Regions from separate parts of the Mus musculus genome. Here all the other regions are linked to region 1. A link is a contact called in public HiCAR-type and HiChIP or PLAC-seq data. All regions are on one chromosome and are shown on one strand. The core of a region is the stretch at or near the end of the contact, and the rest is flanking DNA. Distances in the headings are between cores, read along the strand shown.

What was found. HiChIP or PLAC-seq counts read pairs in DNA pulled down with a chosen protein or histone mark. HiCAR-type assays count read pairs that join an accessible place to other places.
Region 2: a CTCF HiChIP or PLAC-seq map of the NIH/3T3 cell line shows a contact between it and region 1, with 22 read pairs. The contact joins two enhancer-like sites. A contact is called at or near these places in 6 of 15 datasets of contacts at CTCF or cohesin (the NIH/3T3 cell line, embryonic stem cells, large pre-B cells and 1 more), 52 of 484 Hi-C or Micro-C datasets (the AML12 cell line, the C2C12 cell line, CD8 T cells and 21 more), 8 of 115 datasets of contacts at active chromatin or transcription factors (the NIH/3T3 cell line, bone marrow-derived macrophages, embryonic basal ganglia and 5 more) and 3 of 9 other capture datasets (adipose tissue, embryonic stem cells and pancreatic islet).
Region 3: a HiCAR-type map of fibro-adipogenic progenitors shows a contact between it and region 1, with 2.3 times the contacts expected there. The contact joins two enhancer-like sites. A contact is called at or near these places in 1 of 15 datasets of contacts at CTCF or cohesin (the NIH/3T3 cell line), 3 of 484 Hi-C or Micro-C datasets (cerebral cortex, conventional type 1 dendritic cells and uterus) and 4 of 115 datasets of contacts at active chromatin or transcription factors (bone marrow-derived macrophages, effector CD8 T cells, fibro-adipogenic progenitors and 1 more).

The regions. Positions count from the first base shown.
Region 1 is chr11:108,212,670-108,217,120 of GRCm38.p6, reverse strand. All of the region lies in intron 2 of Prkca (protein kinase C, alpha), which reads left to right. Among named protein-coding and RNA genes, the nearest start is that of Gm11655, 42 kb to the right of the region's middle. Within about 2 kb of position 1,995, at least 176 of the 459 cell types and tissues checked have an H3K27ac peak or open chromatin away from gene starts, as enhancers often do. A contact at or near this core is called in the HL-1 cell line, the NIH/3T3 cell line, cerebral cortex and 4 more, where this site is marked.
Region 2 is chr11:108,363,875-108,368,325 of GRCm38.p6, reverse strand. Gm36709 (a long non-coding RNA gene) reads left to right here. Exons shown (of 4, transcript XR_880267.2): 4 at 1,347-1,496. Among named protein-coding and RNA genes, the nearest start is that of Gm36709, 15 kb to the left of the region's middle. Within about 2 kb of position 2,520, at least 67 of the 459 cell types and tissues checked have an H3K27ac peak or open chromatin away from gene starts, as enhancers often do. A contact at or near this core is called in the HL-1 cell line, the NIH/3T3 cell line, embryonic fibroblasts and 1 more, where this site is marked.
Region 3 is chr11:108,059,707-108,064,157 of GRCm38.p6, reverse strand. The region is part of intron 3 of Prkca (protein kinase C, alpha); the gene reads left to right. Among named protein-coding and RNA genes, the nearest start is that of Gm51922, 51 kb to the left of the region's middle. Within about 2 kb of position 1,852, at least 42 of the 459 cell types and tissues checked have an H3K27ac peak or open chromatin away from gene starts, as enhancers often do. A contact at or near this core is called in cerebral cortex, fibro-adipogenic progenitors and uterus, where this site is marked.

The DNA.
Region 1 (4,451 bases), core at 746-3,245:
TATACCAAGAGTTGTGTTGTTTTGTTTTCTGAGCAAGTTTAAAGGAGTGGGCTCGCTTGGCTCCAGTGACCATGCAGGGTGATGAACTGAAACCCACGAGTATCATTGACTGTAGACTTGACTGTGTGCACATAAGACCCTTGTGCCCGAAGTCATGGTCATGACCTTGGCTATATGACTATAGTAATAATTTCATTGGTTTGATTTTTGAAACAAGGCCTCATAGATCCATTACCCTCAAGCTCAGTATGTGCACATAGGCCACGGTACAGTGGACGTCAGAGGAGAACCTGTGGGAATCAGTTTTCTCCTTCTACCATGTAGATCCTGGGGATTGAAGCCAGGCTGTGCGGCTTGGGGGCAAGTGCTTTTAACTGCACATTTGTTTTGCCAGTCTCTAAATTTAATTTCAACTGATGCATGGAACCATCAAAGTTATAAATATTTGGGGTACTGTGTGATTCTATGACACATGTATCATTGTGCAGTGTCTGAATAGTAAGGTCTCCTAAATTTGACTTATTCTAAGAGTTGGGGTGGAGGAAACATAGCAGCTGATCCACTGATGTGTGTGCAGAGCGCGGACATTGATTATGAGCAAAGGGGTGGACAGCTGCCTCCAGTGTGTGATCTCAATTTCCTACACAAGGGAGCGAATTCACTGAACCGAGACACATTTAAACTGTTTCTGGAAGTATTTGTGCTGAGCACTTTCTTATTGTGTAAGATTTGACATTAGCACACAGACATGCATACAGAGCACACAGACGCACATACAGCAGCATACCGGAAACACATGCAGAGCACACCAGACACACATACAGAGTATACCGGAAACACTACAGAGCACACCAGACACCACAATGACCTCAGTAAGAAGCCAGCAGCTTTTCTGCCTTGCTTTTCTGCCTTAGGCACCCAGTTCTCCAATGGGAAGCCGTTCTGCCCAGTGTTTGCCTGTGGTGGGTACTCACGCTCAGGCAGCATGAAGGTGTGTGCAGAGGCTAAATGTCATCTTTGGATGCCCTCGATTATAATTCTCCTCCATACTTTTTGAGACAAGTTCTCTCAGTACCCCTGAGGCTTGTTAATTTGATCTGTCTAGCAAGTCCTGGGGATCTGTCTGTCTCTTGGTTCTTTCTTGGGATCTGGGGATTCAAACTCGGGTCCCCATTCTTGTGCGGCAAGTACTCTCCCCACTAAGTGCTAGGAAACCATTGTCAGTTCTGTAACCTGAGAAAACACAGCGCATCTACTGCTCACTGCTGTGTGCGGAACCCTGTCCCTCACGCTCGCAAGGATTCTGGGGCAAGCCTGTACCTTTCTCTATGGTCAATGGGTAGACTTTTTCAGCAATCAAGCTGCACATGTGGAAAGAATTTCTGTGTGGGTGGAGGAAACATCTGGCAGCCGAGCAGAGAGGTGGGGACTGGTCCCTCATGGAGTGACTGAGAGCTTGAAGCTCAGCCAGAGGCCCTGTGTATGCGTCATGTGCTACTGGCAAGCTCTCCGACTCTGGAAGCCCTCGCTGGACTCCTAGGCAATTGCTTAGGGAGTTTGGGGGACAGGGGGCCTCTGAGTTATTCTGGAAAGTTTCCAACATGAACAGCAAGCAGCTGCCTCTCCCTTCCAGGTTCTTTCGCATTCATCACAACACGGGACAAACTTCTTGGCAAATTATTATTCATATTCAGTTTGCTACATTGAACGTTACAGAAATAAATAAATCAAAGATAGAACCCATGCTGCTGAGAACTGATAAGTCTCCCACTAAAATTCAGACATCATTTTTTTTTCCATAAAGCACAAAGATTTAGATGTTTGAGATTTTAAATGAAGTTGACCTTATTTCGTCTCTCCAGTGCAGGGGACAACAGTGGGACCTGGATCAGTGTTACTAGAAAAAGCTTGGCCTGGGGCATTCCCTCCCACAGGGGTCAAGGAGGGAAAGTCTCAGTGGGAATTCAAACTTTAACCCTTCTTCTTCCTAAAAGAGGCTGGGGATGACTCATGTCCTCAGGTTGAAGTTAGCTGGCATTTGATGCTGGAGAGTAATTCGTTTCTCCTTGTAGGAAGGAATGTTCGAATTGAAAGTAAAACCACACTAGCACCCAAACAGAAACTGCAAGAGAGGGTTGGTCGCGTGGTCGTGCGCTGTCTCCTTAGCTTCTCTGAACTTGGGTTCTAATGGTGGCTCTCTGCATAGGTGTAGCAAGTCTTCTCATTCTCCCGCCTTTGAGCAACTTGCAGAGGGTGACCACCCATCTCAACTGCTGGTGAGAGATGGTGTGGGGAGGTTTTTAAACTGCAGAATACCTTATAGACTTAGACCCTAGCATTGGACATCATTATTACCTTGAACAGTCGAGGTTCAGCGACACCAAGGAGCTTGAATAAGGCATTGCCCTCTTGCTGTCTCCCCACTGCACGCTACTACAGCAGATTTTACTTGGAATAGTTATTAAATATAGCACAACATTCCTGGTTGGCTTAAGGTAAACAAGCCCAGTTTCATTTGTAAACAAGAGAATCAGTGGTGTCTTACTTTATAGTGAGCACAACACGTAGGGGAACATTTTTTCTTGAGCTCAAGTAACTATCAGAAACAGTGCCCATACTTTTAGATGAGAAATGGTGGCTGAGATGGTCTCTCAGTGGTGGAGCATCTGCCCTGCACTGAGGAGACTGTGGTTTGGTCCCTGGCACCATAAAAACAAACAAATACAAATTCATATAATAAAGGATGCTTCCTTTGCTCTGCAGAGCGCATTTGTCCAGTTCCTCCCCTCCCTGTTCTCTTCCCTGCTGCGACACCTTTGCTCTTGAGAATGCTAGCTTGCTGTTCCCACATTCCTTCTCAGCTTCTTTCATATTTCTGCTCAGCTAAAATACAAGCTGAAGACATGATGCCTCTCAAACAACAAAGTTAATCAAATAAATATATATTTTCTGTTGGGTATTTTGGCCTTAAGAAAATGACAACGATATAGAATGGGCTTTTGCTTTATCTGGGTTTGTCCCTCATAGTTAACTGCAAGGAAAGGTGATGTATAAGAAAATAAGCAAGCCGGAAAGCAAGCAAGCTACTTTTTGTTGTCCGTGAGTCAAAGCAAAACTTCTTGCAGCTACATGGCTGTTTCAGAAGCGGAGGAATTCCGTGTTCTCATTTGGTAGGGCAGGCTACATCTCTGGCTGCCAGGAACACATCTGAGAACAGTGGCTTGCATTTGGCCGAGCAGTACGCTTCTGAAGATGCACTTTTCTTCATGGCGAACCAGAGTGGACATCTCGCTCAGGGCCCAACACTGACATGAGCGGCAGACAGCTGATATCTGACTTTAACAAGAGCACTTTCCTCTACTTGGTTCGGTCCCAACATCACCCTGACCTGGAGTGGATGCAGCAAGGCCCTGCAAGGCATCCAGATCCGAGTTGTGGCTGGACAAAGCACCTACCCTGAGCTGGTCCTGCGAGGGATGGTAGGAAGCTGGAAGTAAGAGTTGACCCTCCCTGGAGTCCAGAAGAGTGGGGACCAGCGGGTATCCCACTCACTGCTCCCTCTTACCTCCCAGAGGACCATTTCTCTGTTTTCCAGATTCCTCCAATGCTTTGCTGTCTCTCCCCCGAGGAAGCATGGAGGGAATATAACTCAGCCCAGGTCCCTCCTGGGCTGTAATTTTCGATTTGGTCTTAATCCAAGCAAGAAGGCCACAGACTATGGTGGGGTGCCTTGTGAGGACAGAAAATGTCACACCACAAAATGCCAGGGAGTCTCCATAGTTATGGTTTCTCTCTTTTTTTCCTGTGGTCACCACTTTCAAGACCCCTCCCAATCTGCCCCTTCCCCACCCCTCCCCTCCCACACTGTATCTGGCCACAGACAGATTATATTTCGGCCTACCCATGGCATTCTGAGTATCTACTTGTTACCAACATATTTGCTGAAGACAAAGCCTGTTATGTTACCAGGGCTTGCTAGGAACACATCTTCCCATTCCTTTCTTGCTGCTTCATAGCCAGGGTAGTGATTTGTTTAATGTAGGAGTAGGTGTGATGGACACCAAATTTATAAAAGAAAAGAAAATTATTAAGTGATTAATGTTCATTAGAGAAAATAAAATATAATGAAAACAAACACAACCCATCTATCAGATAACAGCTTTCCTGTGCCCCCCTCCCACCCTTCGCATGAATCTTAAAAAGCGGAGGTGGCTCAGTAGTTGAGGGCGCCATCTGCTTTCCCAGAGGGCGTGACTTTGATTCCCAGTGCCCACGTGACAGCTCACAACTGACTCTAACTCCAATCCCAGAGGATCCAACCCCCTCTTCTGGCCTCCATGGGCACTGCAGGCACATGTACCCAGAAACACCTGTAAGAAAAAAAAACCCATACACAATTAAAAACAAATGAAGAAAAATATATTCATCTCTAACTTATCTGCTAAGCAACT
Region 2 (4,451 bases), core at 1,271-3,770, 150 kb before region 1:
AGAGGAGGAGAGGGTTTGTTTCAGCTCACAGGGAGGTGATGGCAGGAACTTAAGCAGGAACTTGCAGCTGAGATCATGAGGGGTAACTGTGGGGAGAGAGTGTCGCCTGGACACAGCAGGGTGACCGCATATATGAATGCATGGTGGTTAGGATAGGATGCATGAGGCCTGTGTAAGCCACAGCCAGACCAAATCCCAGCTTGGAGAGCAGAGCCAGGCACCCCTAGCCCTGGAGTGACTGACAGCTGTAAACTGCTATGGAAGCAAGGGTCCATTTTCTCTAAGAGTGTAGCCCCTAACCCCCTGTAAGTCAACTGTACTCTAGTGAAGGACAACAAATCAAAGAACATTTTGGACAGCATGAATTGATCTTGAGGGTTTTTGTTTTATTTTTGTTTTGTTTGACACAAAGTTGGGTGGGTTTTAAAGTGGGGTGAATCTGGGAAGTACTGGGGGGGGGTAGTGAATATGATAAAAAAAAATGTACGAAACTCTCAAAGTACTAATAAAAAGGAAAGAAGCCATGGAGAAATGCTGCCTGCTGGCTCACTTGCAGACCCATCCTTGGCTAGTTTTCTTATACAGCCTAGAACCACCTATGCAGGGGATGGTGCCACCCACAGTGGTCTGGGCACTCCTATGATTAACAATCAAAATAATCCCCCTCAGATATTCCCCCTGGCCAGTCTGATATGGCCAACCCCTGGATCTCGAAGTCTTAGCTTACTCTGGGTTGTGTCAACTTGACAGTTAAAACTAGAGGGCCGTGAGTTTCCAAGTCTGTTCACCTGTTCTCAGGCATCACGGAGGAAAAGCGTGGTCTCTTCAGTTTTTGTAAAGGCAGATGGGGTCAATGGCATTAGTGGAGGAGAGAAGCAGTTTGTTGATGGTGTGGGATGCTATCAGGAACCCTTCTAGCCTATTTTTTCCCACCACAGCCACGGAGAAGTGGCTGCTGTCAAAGAGGATGGTGACTTGCTTGGGGTTGTCCAGTAAGCAAAGGACAGACAGGCTGATCTGAAGCCAAGTTTGTGGGTTCCAGCAGCTCTACTCTTTAACTTCCTCCTCCTGCCAGCCTGCCCTACAGTGCTCCTCTCTGCAAGAAAGCAATTCCCTAATGGCACAGTGTAAGAATGTCTTCTTGGCTCTCCATCCTACCACAAAGGAAGCCAATGCTGTTTCATTTTGGTTTTTTTTTTTTTTTCACTCCTGCAAATTTCCCATTCCTGGCAAATGGCTAGATGGCTTTTCTTGTTTTCCCTGGATAGAAAGCAATTTCCAATTGCTTTTCAGCAATCGTCGATTGAACACGCACCTCTGTTTCTTGTTCTCTCCCACACGGACAGGCTGCCTCTAACACAGCCCTATAGGACAAGGAGTGTCTCTGTTGAAGAGTAAGGCACCGTTTCCTGGTTGAAATTCAGCATACATGCCTCAGTGGTAAATGCTCTAACACGAAACATCAGGCGTGTCTACCTGCTGCTGTGCACTGCTCCTGGGGTGTTGGCCATAAAACTGAAAAACTTTCAAACTGCTGTGAATCAATTGCTTCACTCAAGACCCATGACATGTATGTTAACCAAAACAAACAAACAAACAAACAAACAAACAGAAAACAGAAAAATAGTCTGTACTAGCAATGGAGAAAATGAAGACACCAAGATTTGGTGGGAAGAATAACTGAATGGAGTGGAAAACCCAAGTTTGAGTCCAGGCTCTGTCTTTTTCTCTAGCCCTTTGAATCTGACTAAAGTAATTGATTTCTCTGAAGCACAGAATGAGGTTTTGGTGAAGATTGAACCAGACTATATTTACGAATGCTTTCTATAAATATTATGGGGCTAATGAGGTGGCTCAGCGGGTAAAGGTGCTTGCTATAAAAGTCTGGGAACCTGAGGTAAGTTCTGGAACTCAAATGAAGGTGGAAGGAGGGAGCCGACTCTACACAGTTGTGCTCTGGCCTCTGAATAAGTGTCCTGGCACATCCCCCCTGCCTCCCTCCACCACTAAATTTTAGGAAAGGTTAGGTTTGTCATTACTGTTTCTACAAAAAGGCTATAATATATGTTTCTATTTTCTGGCAGAGTAGGCTGATATCTGGAAGACAGGAAAACTTAATAGTATCTTTGCAAAAAGAAACAAACAAACCAGAAATCAAAGCATTGGCTTACAGACTCTATCACCTGAATAAAAAGACTATAGGAGCTCACTAAAACCACATATAAATCCCAGACAGCCTGGATGCTTTAAAGGGCTACATCTCCAATGCTGGCTCCACAGTGAAAAGTGGCAGATCCAGCTAGTGACTTAGTCAAAGTACAAATTCTCAAGTCCCACCTGGACCCATAGAATCTGGAACTCAGAAGGTTGCACACTGTAACCTATATTTAAGAGGTGCTAAGGTGAGATTTTGGTGGCTGAGGTATGACGGCTGCTTTAATACGAAGCCTCGGGGATAGAGGTGTCATTTAGCTGGTAATGTGTTTGCTTAGCACACGTGAAGTTTGAACTCTAGCACCTTGCAGCTGGGTCATGGTAGCACGTGCCTGGAGTGCCAGAACTCAGTGGGTAGAGGCGGGAGGGCTGGAAGTTCAAGGTCACCCTTGGCTACAAAGAGAATTCAAGTCCATCATCGAATATAAGAGACCCTGTTTTTTAAAAAAGAAAGAAAGAAAAGAAAATATGCAACCTCAGTTGGTCTTAGCACAAAGGAGGTAGGTTTTACTGCTCCCGAATTATTGTCCAGAAAACAGAGGAGGCTCAGAAGAGAAGTAGACATTATTCAAAGTCTCAGGAATTTGCTTGACTGCTACAAGCCTCCTTACCCCTCTGCCCACTGCCTTCTAGAAGGATTACGTGTCTAAAACAGTCCTTCCAGCAGCTGACTCAGTAAGCTGGCACACACTTCCAGCCTAGCCAGTTGAATGACCACAAGGTATCAGGAAGATGTGTCACTAAGCAAACAATCCCCGCAGAGAGATACACTGTGCCACAATGAGTCTCTGAAGCCCAAAGTTCCAGCTCTGGGGTGGGGCGAGGCAGGAGCGTTGGGGGGATGGGGGGATGGGGGGAGGGGGGGAGAGGGGGAGGGTGTGTGCCACAGGCGTTCCCCAGCAACCTCCAAGGGCATATCTTTTCCTACTTGGCTCTTCACTATGTTAAACAAACAACTACGTGGCCCTGACCTTGCAGAAGCCCCACCCGCACCCCCCAGAGTCTGATCTCAACCCTGCCTGAGAATCCAGGCTTACTGCTTTTCCAGGGATCTCCACTGAGCATGTGGGCCTCTCAGCTCTCCCCTGAATCTTGCCCATGTGGAAACCTGTGCATTCTCACCCTGCTTCAGCTAAGAGGAGCCCCAGAAATCTGGCTCCTCCTAAGACAGGTCAGACTCTCCTCTGCCCATCCTCTGCAGCTTCAGAGTCTCTGGATATGTCATCCAGTGTGCCAGAAAAGGCGATTAGGAGCCGTTCTCAATGTTTTATGCAGAAACCCTCATCTCCCCAAATGCATTTTCCATTTCACTTCTAGGGAATCCCCAAACCTACAGTGACAACAATCTATTCGACACTTCCACTATACCCATGTTGTGGAAGTGAGAGAGCTCCCCGTCATTCGGGAGAATGTCCTCACTGATCGCAAGTCTCCAAAGGCCTGGCTGGGTGAGGGAAAGGAACTTTTAGAAATCGGGGCTCTGTTCAAGCCACCAAAGAGCCTGACTGGTAGGTGTCTAGGCTACTCTCTTTTCTTCTGCTTCGAGCTCACTTCTAAGCTGACAAAGCAGTTGGAAGTACCGTGTTTCAGCCTGGATGAGATACCTCTCCAAAGAAAACAGGAAGAAGGGACAGATGACACTGGGTAGCAGTTACTAGCACTGGTATTTTAGAAAGCTACTGGAATAGTGAGTTGTGAGGTGAGAGATGGGGACATCACACAGACGATTAGAAGCTCAAGTGATCTGTGGATTACAGTGAGCAGTGATCTTTGGGAGGATGCGGTCACTAGAGTGCAGGTCTGGAGCAGAGGACAGCTGACAAGGGTTAAGGAAGAGAAGATGCAAGAACCAGGCTTCTCTAGAGTGTTTCCGAAGAAAGACATCTGGGCAGGCAGCTCAGTTGACAGAGTGCTTTCTCTCAGCGCTGGGTCCAGCAGAACACAAACCAGCTGTGGTAGTGCACATCTGTAATCTTTCTGAGCCATCTCTCCAGACCCCAGCTCCCTGTTTTCCAAACCCACAGTGTGATGCAGTACACACAGGGAGATCCCTGGAGCCCCCAGCTGGCCAGTCCAGCTAACTGATGAGCTTTTGGACTTAGAGGGAGGCCCTATCTCAAAATAAGGTGGAAAGTGGGCAGGAGACAGTTCAGTGGTTAAAAGCACTGGCTTCTCTTCTAGAGGACCCCAATTAGATTCCCAGTCCCACATGTTAGCTCACAAGCATCTGTAGCTAC
Region 3 (4,451 bases), core at 603-3,102, 150 kb after region 1:
AGGAAGAATATAGGAAGTCCAAAGCTCCATCAGCATCAAAATCTATGCGGTGCAGATCTAAGGGCTTGTTTTTAACCAACTTCAGAAGAAGAAGAAGAAGAAGAAGAAGAAGAAGAAGAAGAAGAAGAAGAAGAAGAAGAAGAGGAGGAGGAGGAGGAGGAGGAGGAGGAGGAGGAGGAGGAGGAGGAGGAGGAGGAGGAGGAGGAGGAGGAGGAGGAGGAGGAGGAGGAAGAGGAGGAGGAAGAGGAGGAGGAGGAGGAGGAGGAGGAGGAGGAGGAGGAAGAGGAGGAGGAAAGAGGTCTTGGAAACATCTTGATAGGAATGTTGACACAGTTTTCCAGGGAAAGCTGGTCAAGCTATGATATTTAGAACTAAGAGATAAGATGCAGGCTAGCAGACGCTATGATAGAATTTGCATCCTCCCCTCCCCCTCTGATTGATTTTTTTGGAAATAATTCCAGATTTAGATTCACAAGTGAGATTTTATTTGTGCCTATGAGACAGCCTGTAGGCCAAGCCTCCATTTCCACCACGTACAGCAGGAGTTTCTGAGTGGAGCCTTTGAGCCTTTCTGTTAGAATGTAACAGGCCAGGACAGCATCTGCAGGACAGAGGGTTTTATACTCCCTTCAAACAGAGGCTGCCCAAAAGTTCAAGGAGCATTTACACATGCTTCGCTAAAGGGAAAGACCACTAACCTCGTTAGAGGGGATTACTCTAAGACAGACCCTTCTTTATGTACTAGGACCAAGCTTACCACACATGACCCATGGGGCAGTTTTCTCTAGAACCTTCAAGCAAAGTATGATAGAAGCTCAGTTCTGTGAGGATGTAGTTGCCGTGTGGAGCGTGGGTGTACCGTGACAGAGACAACTAATGCTAGAGATGGGCTGGGAGATTTGTGGACTCGGCTTTGCAATCCCAGAGAATCCTCCTCTGATTGTTTTGCCTTCTCACCCTGCTCCCTGGGGAGCTCAGAGATGCCGTTTATACTTCAACCTCAATAGCCTGTCTTGGTTCTATCGCAGTTGCTGATTTAGTGATGTTGGTTCAGAGATCTTTCCTTTGCTTCAGACTGCTTGGTTAGGGCGTGTGTGTGTGTGTGTGTGTGTGTGTGTGTGTGTATGTGTGTGTCCTCTGAAAGAAAACACTGTTCTTTCTTACTACCCCTGAATCAGCCGCAACAGGCAGAATTCTTGTGGCTGTGGCAGGTAGAAGCTATCACGGGCAAAGACCTAGGTGAAATACACTGGGTACTGCCACCAGGTAAAGGTGCCAGGGACTATGGGTGTAACAGAGAGGGAGCTCCAATGCTGTTTAGGACCCAAGGACCTGCAACACTTACACATAAACACACTTAGGCTTCAGCCCCCACTGAAGCTGGTGACTCTCCACCTGGAAGGCCCACAGCCTTTCAATCTCCCCATGACCCAGGCTGGCTGCACACCTGGCTGAGCCCTCAGTCAGCCAGATATTTGAAATGACTCTGTTAAGAACTGGCCACAGAGGTCACGACATGTGTGTTTACTTAGAGAGGAACTTTCCACTTCTACTTTTGGATAGATCTTTGGAGTCGCCCTCCTCAATCAACCCCTTCACGTGAGATCCGTCAGTTATGGGTCTCACGGACAGGTTCCTCTGTTGCTGTGCCTCTCGAGTCCATGCTATGTGCTCAGCAAACAAGACTGGATTCCCTCCCCAGCACACGGTCTATTCAATTCACATGTTGTACAATGCAAGCCCTTTGTTATAACCATGCATAGAAAATCTAGAGACCTGAGGATGCCGCAAGTCAGCTGGCGGCAGGGCGGCAGCATCTCCTCTCCACTAATGTGCTGTGGTTATGTAAGATGCTCTCGCTGGGAAAGCAGGATGAAGAGCAAAGAGGAACAGGCTGTACTTGTTTTGCAAATTCTTGTGAGTCTTAAGTGATTTCAAAATAAAAAGGGTTTTGTTGGTGTTTTCTTTTTCTAAATATCAAGACAGAATTGAAGGGACTATTTAGTACAGTTGTTTCCAACTTTAATCTTAGCAGCAGCCTCGCCTCCCCGCTTTGCTCTCTTCCCTCCCCACCCTCAGCGGCACCCGGCACCCGGCACCTCCTGACAAGCTCGGGGCCCTGTGAGACCTCATGTGGAACCCTATTCCCACCTCCATGGTCCAGGATTCAGATAGAGAAACCTGAGGCCCAGAGAAGGCCAACACTCTGCTCCTCAGAGGCTCTGCTATAAATACAGACGGCCTGGGCAGGTTTCTGCTCCAGTGGCTTTCTGTGAAGCATGGTGAGTCCCGTTTAGGTAACAAGGTTGTTTCTCTTGTCAGGCCTGGAGCCATGCATTACACGGGATGAGTTTCCATGTTTCTCCTTCATCCTTCTCCACAGGCAATAACATCAGCGTGACCTTTAAGCTGGGACCATGCATGAGCTAATCTGGGCCACTGAGCAGTTTCAAATTTACCACATAGGGTTGATTGCCAAGGAACTCTCTGGAGGGCTAGAGACAATGTGCTAGAAGCCAGACCGAAGAGATATTCCCCGTTCAGCCTCCATTCTGACCCCCAGTCAAGGCTGGAATCACCCAGATCACTGGATGTTTCCATAACTGTCCATGCCGCTGAAGTATTTTAGAGAAACCTTGGGCTTCGTGAAGTTTATTTCTATGGCTAACACCATAATAGCCTCTTATATTTTTCCAGCTCTTATCAAGTTGTAAACCCTTTGCATATGGTCATATGCTGCTGGAGTTCACATGAGCACATACACCTATTATAATTTATAAATAAAATTGAGGGCCCCCCATGCACTTTTGGTAGTGAAGGATTCTGGGACCTGGTGGCTCTCCAGACACCACACACACACACATACACACACACACACACACACACACACACACACACACACACACACACACACAAGAAGTAGAAGTCATGACTTCCTCTCTTTCTACATCTCCTGGCAGTTAGAGCCTGGAGATGCCATATGGGTGTCAGATGAGTGAGACTTAGGTTTTCCTGAAAGAGGGGCCCATTGCCCATGTGCCACATCAATAGAGATGTGTGTGAGAGTCAGCTGGCAGGACAGCCACCCCAGGGCTGACCTGACGGCCTGTGCATCCTCCAGTGGGTTTACAGTGAGCTGCCACTCTTCATTTGCTGCTAGTTGTTGATGCTGTATCTCTGCAGGCAACCTGGCTTCTTGCTTTCCCCCCAGCATCTTCTTTGCCCTCCACATTGTGGGGAACAACCTTCACTGTCAGCATGGGTCCAGATAATTGGTGCTGATGCTAGCCTGATCCTTCGGCATTCTGGCCCATGTCGCAGACATCGGAGTAACTGATCAGCTGCTCTTCACTCCATCTTCACAGCCATTTCTATCTAGGGAAAATGCTCCCACAAGGACATGGATCTTTTATAACCTGAAGAGGGGCCTTTAGAGGGGCAGGCAGTGGGTTGCTTCATGGGTATTGCTAATCATGAGCCAATGAGATGGCTTCAAGGGTAAGGTGTTTGCTTCTACACCCGAGGACCAAAATCTGATCCCTGGAAATCACATGGTGGAAGGGAGAACCAACTCTTAGAAGCCATCCAAGAACCTTCACACGCGCAAGGTGGCACACACAGATGCTCAAGTGCATGCACAATATACACTAAACAAACAAATGAACGAATAAGTTTACAAATAAAACAGTATTGCTGGTCATCACACATGTATTCAGCTACTACTGTGAGGTCCTGTTGTCTGTGAAATGACCTCTTACAGCAGTGATTCCCAGTCTTCGAACCCTGAGATAATCTTTTCTAGACTGGAACAGAGCATGGTAGCATACACCTGCAATCCCACTATTCAGCAAGCTAACAAAAGGGGTTGAGGCCAGTCTAGGTTACATAGTGATATTCTGTATCCAAAAAGAATGGGAGGGAGGGAGGGCAGGAAGGAAGAGGGAAGGAAGAGGGAGGGGGTAGGGAAGGTGGGACAACAAGAGGAGGCCCTTCCCCAGAGTCTGTGATTGTGGAAACATCTAGGTGCAATATTTGCAATCACTCTAACTGATACTCTGTTAGGTGAAGCCTGTTGCCCTAAAGCTGGGCTGCGCAAATATTTCTTACAAGGTTAGGTAATAAATATTTTCAGCTTTGTGGCCCATTCTGTCTCTGCCACAAATGTTCAACACTGCCACTGTAGCCACAGAAACCATGTCACTAAGTGAACATGGTTGCATTCCGAGAAGATGTTATTTATAAAAGAGCTAGTATATCTGTATCCCTCCCTCAGAAAACTGAGGTGCAGCTCTGGACGTTTAAGAGATGGCAAGAACCAGCTCTTCATGCTGGGTAGACATCTGAAAGCTTGCACAGTAAGAATTGGGTGGCCAGATCCCAGTTTTCAATGTGTTTGAGTCTCAGAGATCTGCGGGGTGGGGCGGGGGAGTGGTCATCACCTCTCTGTAAGA